2 separate regions of the Mus musculus genome follow, and region 1 is linked to region 2. Evidence: chromatin contacts called from public HiChIP or PLAC-seq data. All regions are on one chromosome and are shown on one strand. Each heading gives the region's core, a stretch centred on a gene start, on an enhancer-like site or on the middle of the called end of the contact. The rest is flanking DNA. Distances are from core to core; before and after follow the strand shown. Region 1 holds the start of Spats2l (spermatogenesis associated, serine-rich 2-like). Region 2 has its middle 68 kb from the start of Gm22371.

Region 1 (2,919 bases), core at 161-2,660, 280 kb before region 2:
TCCCAGAACAGTGCTTTCTGGTTAAGTAACACAATTTCATAAGGCTCATAAAATATTTTATCCAGAAGGCAACTTTTTAAAGAGTTCTTTCAAAATATTTTTTTCTACTACTTGAATAGTCTTTTTCTATTTCTGACTTCCTGTCCTTTCTTTTCTCTGCCATACTGCACATTTGCTTACTCTCTGGAAACAGAGTCTGAGTAGCAATGAATGCTCCTCTAAAACAAAATTGAATGACGGTATAAAGACCGCACGACCTTACTCTATCTCTGCACAAATTCTAAAATTTCCGTGTCCCTCTCCCCTTTAAAATCTTCGGGGCTGCAAAGGGGTCAGATACTTTAGTATTTTAAATAAGCAAGTGAAATATTACATGTGTTTTATGGAAGGAAAGGACGGCGCTGTGGTTGAAGTTCAAGGGTTTTTCGCTAGTCTCACACTATAGAGATTGTGCTGCACTCAAAGCAAAATGCTGTCTACAAAGAATCTTTAATGAGTGTGTCAGGTCTCCACAACCTTGGCACCTGCTAAAAACCAGGACTGCTGTGAGCCGAAAACCCATCAAGTTCACAAATGCCGACCCTACTGCGCACTGGAAGGCTCCACTCGCAAGGAGGAAGGAAAGGATGGGAGGTTTCCGTCGCATTCCCGTCCAGGTGAAGGCTGGATCCTTCACCCCGGTGTCCGCAGTAAACACGGAACTCCCAGCAGAGCGCCAGAAGCTCTGCTATCTCCCCAGATGCGCAAAACTCAAGTTGTCTCCGCGACTCAGAAACGACCCTCGCTCCGGGCTGCAGTCCGCGGCGCCCGCGGGCTCCGGGGGGCTTTTCTGCCCAGACCCTGCAATGACATCGCTCGGTCCGGCGGCCTGGGCGCCCCCTCCCGCCTGCCCTGCGCGCCCTCGACGCGCGCACGCGAACGCTGGGACCCGATCCCGCCGGTGCCGAGGGGTGCGGGGCGCTCGGGACCTGCGGCCCCGCTCCGGGCAGGCAGATCGGCGGCGCGGAGCTGGAGCGCAGGGGGGCGCCCGCGTGGAGCAGGGCAGGCCGAGTCCGCGATCGGTTCCGCCGCTGTCCCCACCACCCGCCGGGGGAAGGCAAGGACCGCGACCTCCGCGTCCGGTCGGCCAAGCTCGGGCCACACCCAGTGCCCCGGGAGGCGGCCTTCGGGCGCTCGGCTGGTCGATCGCCCCCACCCTGGCCACGCAGGCCCTGGTGAGCCGCCCGACCCGGGGACCCGGGCTTACCTCGTTGCGAGCGCGGCTGCTCTGTCCCGGGCCGGGGCGCGGCGCTGGCGGCCCCTGCAGCGCGGAGAGCGAGCTGAGGGAAAGCGGCGGTAGGGCCGCTGGGCCGCTGGGCAGGCTGGATTCCTTCACTGCCTCAACTCCGCGCCGCCAGCCCCACGCAGGGACACTCCCGCCCGCGCAGCCGCCCCCTCCCGGCGGCCGCCCGCCCCTCCGTGTCACTCACCAGGAGCACACACCCCGCCGGCGCCCCTCGCTCGGGCTTGCACACACGCCGCCGATCACGCCTCCCTGGGTTTTGTATCCGCTCACACGCACGTTCTGACACGGATCCTGTCCCTCCACACGCCCTCCCTAGCTCCTTTCCCACCCTACTTTCTAGAAGAATCCCCCATACAGCTTCAGCACTTCATTGGCTTGCCCCGCACCAACCTTCTCCCCTTCCCCTCCAAACCTCCACCTACCCTAAACTGCCCACTACTGTCCAAACACTGGGTACTACCCGCGTGAGGAGCAAGAGAATCGCTCTTCCCTACCCAGGAAAACGAACTTTGCTGCCCCAGCACCGTCTGCAAAGGCGAGATGCTTCTCCGGACAGAAGGTAGTAATGCTTTCTGGGAGTGAGCCAAGCTCAAATGTAAACAAAGATAGCTTATTCGGAAAAGCCGCGGAAAATCAGGCCCTGGGATGAGCTCTGGGGGCTCAGCCCGACCTTTGAAATCAGACTGAGCTGAAGTGTTTTGGCTCCTCGTCTTCACTCCGGGTCTCACGCGGGCATCTAATCGTGCGTGATCACCCACTGAGCTGCCCTGAGCTACCCAGTGGCAGCGGCTGGTGATGTTTCTGCCTGGGAGTGCAGTAGTTGGGAGAGGAAAGGCAAGCATTATTCATGATGGACGCACTTTAGATCGCACACCTCTTCCAGAGGCAGCAGAGGGAAATGCAGGCTGCTCTCAGGTTTATTTTTGAAGGGTAACTTCCTAGCCGCCCTTTCTCTGAGCAGTAACTGTTCCTTGGGTGAGTGGGGTGGGGGGCTTCCTGGCTCTCAGCCCTCTACAAATATCAAATCAGTCGGTTTCGCCTCTCAAGCTCAGAACAGCGGAATTGTATTCCATTTAAGGGAGTCGTTATTTGAAACGAATTACACTTTCAGGTAACATTCGGATCTACAATACATCATAGCCCAGTTGACAAAGGTCACTCTGATTAAAAGAAGAGATGAAAGGAAATAACTCATTTTCTTACCTGACTGGGAGTTTTCTCCCACCCCATAGGCTGGATTGGTGAATGAGTGTGCTTTATTTAGTATCTGATCCAACCCTTCAGATAAACTCAGTGGGTAGGTATGTTTTTTTTTCGCTTATTTGCAAATAAAGAAAGGAGACAAAAAGTTAAATAGCTTGTCTAAGTTTTCAACTAGTAACTAGAGGAAGAATTTGAACCCAGTCTGGCCCAACCTTTGTGCAGACGGAAAAGCCAGCTTCTGTACAAGTCAAGGACAAATGCCACCCTATTGCTTATTGAATTTGAAAGAATTAATTAGTAACTTGGAATGATTCAACTTGGAGTGTGGTGCACATTTCAGGGCTTCTTGCAAAGTAAGTCGTTTAAGTTTTGAGCGAAGGTTCCCCCATGACTAGAATTCCAAAAACAAGTAATAAATTATCGTTTCCCTC
Region 2 (3,123 bases), core at 256-2,755:
TCTCTGCTGTCAGAAACCTGCTCATAGGACACATACCGATGTTTGTAATGTTATATTCAAATATTCTGGAGGCACCCCACAATTAACAAGTTCATCGTGTTCCTGCCATGGCTTTGAGTGATAGTGTTGCTCATACATCTGTCCTCTTGATGTCTATTTCTACCGTGGGAGTCATAGGCACATGGTTGATTCCTCCATGGTGCCTGCTTAAGTGATTTTTGGAAACTCTGCAATGATCCAAATTCATTATTTCAACTCATTTGATTCTCGTTTTGATTACATCTCCATGATAATGTCAGTAAAGCGCCTGGTGAGAGTTAGCTGGCACATACTAGCTCACTTGCAGTTTGTGTCTTCCTTCCACCTGCCAGTGAAATGACCGTGGACAAGGGACAGGGCCTGTCTTAGTCAGGGTTTCTATTCCTGCACAAACATCATGACCAAGAAGCAAGTTGGGGAGGAAAGGGTTTATTCAGCTTACATTTCCACATTGCTGTTCATCACTGAAAGAAGTCAGGACTGGAACTCAAGCAGGTCAGGGAGCAGGAGCAGGAGCTGATACAGAGGCCATGGAGGGATGTTCTTTACTGGCTTGCTTCCCCTGGCTTGCTCAGCCTGCTCTCTTATAGAACCAAGACTACCACCCACAAGGGGCCTTTCCCCCTTGATCATCAATTGAGAAAATGCCTGACAGTTGGATCTCATGGAGGCATTTCCTCAACTGAAGCTCCTTTCTCTGTGATAACTCCAGCTGTGTCAAGTTGACATAAAACTAGCCAGTACAGGGCCTAACTCCCAACCTACACACATAAGGAGTGGTAGCTTAGAGTCCTTCAAAATTGAGTATCAGCAAATTCTATGGCCAATTAAGACCACAAATAAATAAGACCCTTGCACTGAATTTGACCATTGCTGAGCAACTTCCAGTGCTGGTGTGAGCTAAGAACAGAAGACTTAGGCTTGAATCCACCACAGCCTTAATCATTTTATATCGGAGGCAAAAAACCAACAGCTGTTTTATAGTGTTGACCTACAGAATGCATAATAAGGCAAGGAGGACACTTAACAGAGGCTAAGCACCTAATGGGAACCCCACGCCTCAGAGCCAGGATTGCTAACCACAACTTGCATCCATAACTTAGTCAATACAGAATTCCAATCATTCATTCTCTTACATAGGCACTCAGTTATTCATTCAATACATGTGACTCTGACCATCCAATATTTGCCTGAATATGCAAATAAAAATCAGCAGACCTTTGGCCAAGGGAATTCAATGGGTTTTTTTCCCCCTAGTTTACCTCCCTGGCTTCCCCCAATAGGCCTCATTTGCTAGAAGGGAGATCATTTTGGAACAGTTTACATTATGTTATCTTTCAAAGTAACAAGCTCCTGGCTTTAATTAATCTCAGCCTCTGCTTTTTGCAAGGGAGGAAGAGTCCGTGAGCGCATGCCCCTGTATTTCCAGAACTGATGTGTTTAGTCACTTGTGTGTGAAACTGCCAAAGGCAGGCTGGGTTACTGTCCTGGGGAACATCTGCACAATGTTTATCATCTTGGCATTTGAGAACTATGTAAATACGTGCAGCTCCGTGACAACCTCAGGATTTTATTTCCAAATGTGCCATCAATGAGTAAGAGCACAAATAAGCAAAATCAGCTAGACAACTATTTAGGTGGAAAGCTAAGAATGGAAATCACAATCTGTTTCTGGGGGCTCTGGGGTAGGAATCCATTCCTGTCATTATAAAGCAGCAAAGCTTCTGGAAGCACAATAATGTGCAAGATCGCTTTAGAACCAGACAACGTGTTTTGTTTTGAAAGTACAGATTCAAGTCTTGCCTGGGATAATTACAGCAGAAACAGTTTTCTTGATGAAGTCGTTTCCATGAAAGGACACTTGCCCATATCAACAGCAGGGGCTAAGTTCAGCCCTTGGCAGAGCTTGCAGCCTTCTGAAGCCAGAAATCAGTCCCTCCATTCCCACCACTGGTAACTTGAGATGAATTCAACTCATGTTGTCTCTGAATACCCCAGCGGCTCTGTCTCCTTCCAAATGATTCAATCCTTTGTCTTCGGTTGCTATCTTAGAGATGTACATGGGTGATTATTTTGGATTGTCTCCTAGAACTCAGAAAACTCTGTCTTCGAAGGTTGAAAACATGCCTGGTCATTTAGTCTGACTAGACTTTAAAAGGCATCAAATACAAATAGATTCTGGGAAATAAATCAACTTCAGGCTTTTTACTGCTGAAGGCTTAAAATAATTCCCAAAAAGGCTAATTATGTCTTTCTTTGCTCAGTAGTTGGGCTTAATAATAAGCACCAAACATATGGCAGTGCTTGGGCTGCATAATCCATCATGGCCTTCTGCTAAGCAGCAGGGGCATCGGGCTTAAAGGAAATTGTATGCAGAAAGCTCACATATATTAATAGCTGTAGAACCCGCCATTGCCAGGAGTGATGGCTGCTAACCTGGCTTCTGAAAAGCTCCTCAACTTGCTAGTAATCAAAGGAACATGATGGAAAATCATAATGGCAATTTATTGCTCATTTATTAGATTAAGGGATAAGACTTTAACTGCATGTATTTATTGGAGGAATGGGGACTATACCTGCCACTGTCTACTGGTGGGGGTCAGAGAATAATTTGTGGGAGTTGGCTTTCTCTTTTCCTCCTGTGGGTCTTAGGCCTCTAACTCAGTCTGGAAACAAATGCTTTGCCTGTTGAGCTTTTGGCTGGCCCCAAGCTAAGAGATATTCTTTAATGTTGAAGAAGATTTGATGACGAAAGCACATATCTGATTTGTGTTGAGGAAACAGATCTGCACAAGCTTTCTGGACAGCAAATTGGCCAGAGGCTCAAGAGCCATAGAAATAGACCCATATTCTGAGCCAGCCATCTTGTAGCTAAGCAAGCCTCAAGACTTAAGCATGAACTGTGGATGAACAATTAACTATGAATGCTCAGATCTACACTTCATAATAGCAAACCATGCAACAACTGAGCAAATCATCATATACACCAACCACATTCTATGCTATATTATATTGTCATTAAAAGTCTTGTTGATAAGTATTTTCAAAGGCAGAGGGACATGAGAACAGGATACAGACCAAGGT

Evidence for each region. HiChIP or PLAC-seq counts read pairs in DNA pulled down with a chosen protein or histone mark.
Region 1: an H3K27ac HiChIP or PLAC-seq map of SST interneurons shows a contact between it and region 2, with 4 times the contacts expected there. The contact joins the promoter of Spats2l here to the enhancer-like site in region 2. A contact is called at or near these places in 12 of 39 promoter capture datasets (the 3T3-L1 cell line, 3T3-L1-derived adipocytes, cranial neural crest and 6 more), 2 of 484 Hi-C or Micro-C datasets (nephron progenitors and palatal mesenchyme), 12 of 115 datasets of contacts at active chromatin or transcription factors (SST interneurons, craniofacial prominence, embryonic forebrain and 6 more) and 1 of 9 other capture datasets (pancreatic islet).

The regions. Positions count from the first base shown.
Region 1 is chr1:57,773,352-57,776,270 of GRCm38.p6, reverse strand. It overlaps Spats2l (spermatogenesis associated, serine-rich 2-like), which reads right to left and starts at 1,410. Exons shown (of 14, transcript NM_144882.4): 1 at 1,247-1,410.
Region 2 is chr1:57,488,638-57,491,760 of GRCm38.p6, reverse strand. No RefSeq gene overlaps it. Among named protein-coding and RNA genes, the nearest start is that of Gm22371, 68 kb to the right of the region's middle. Within about 2 kb of position 1,505, at least 13 of the 459 cell types and tissues checked have an H3K27ac peak or open chromatin away from gene starts, as enhancers often do. A contact at or near this core is called in SST interneurons and palatal mesenchyme, where this site is marked.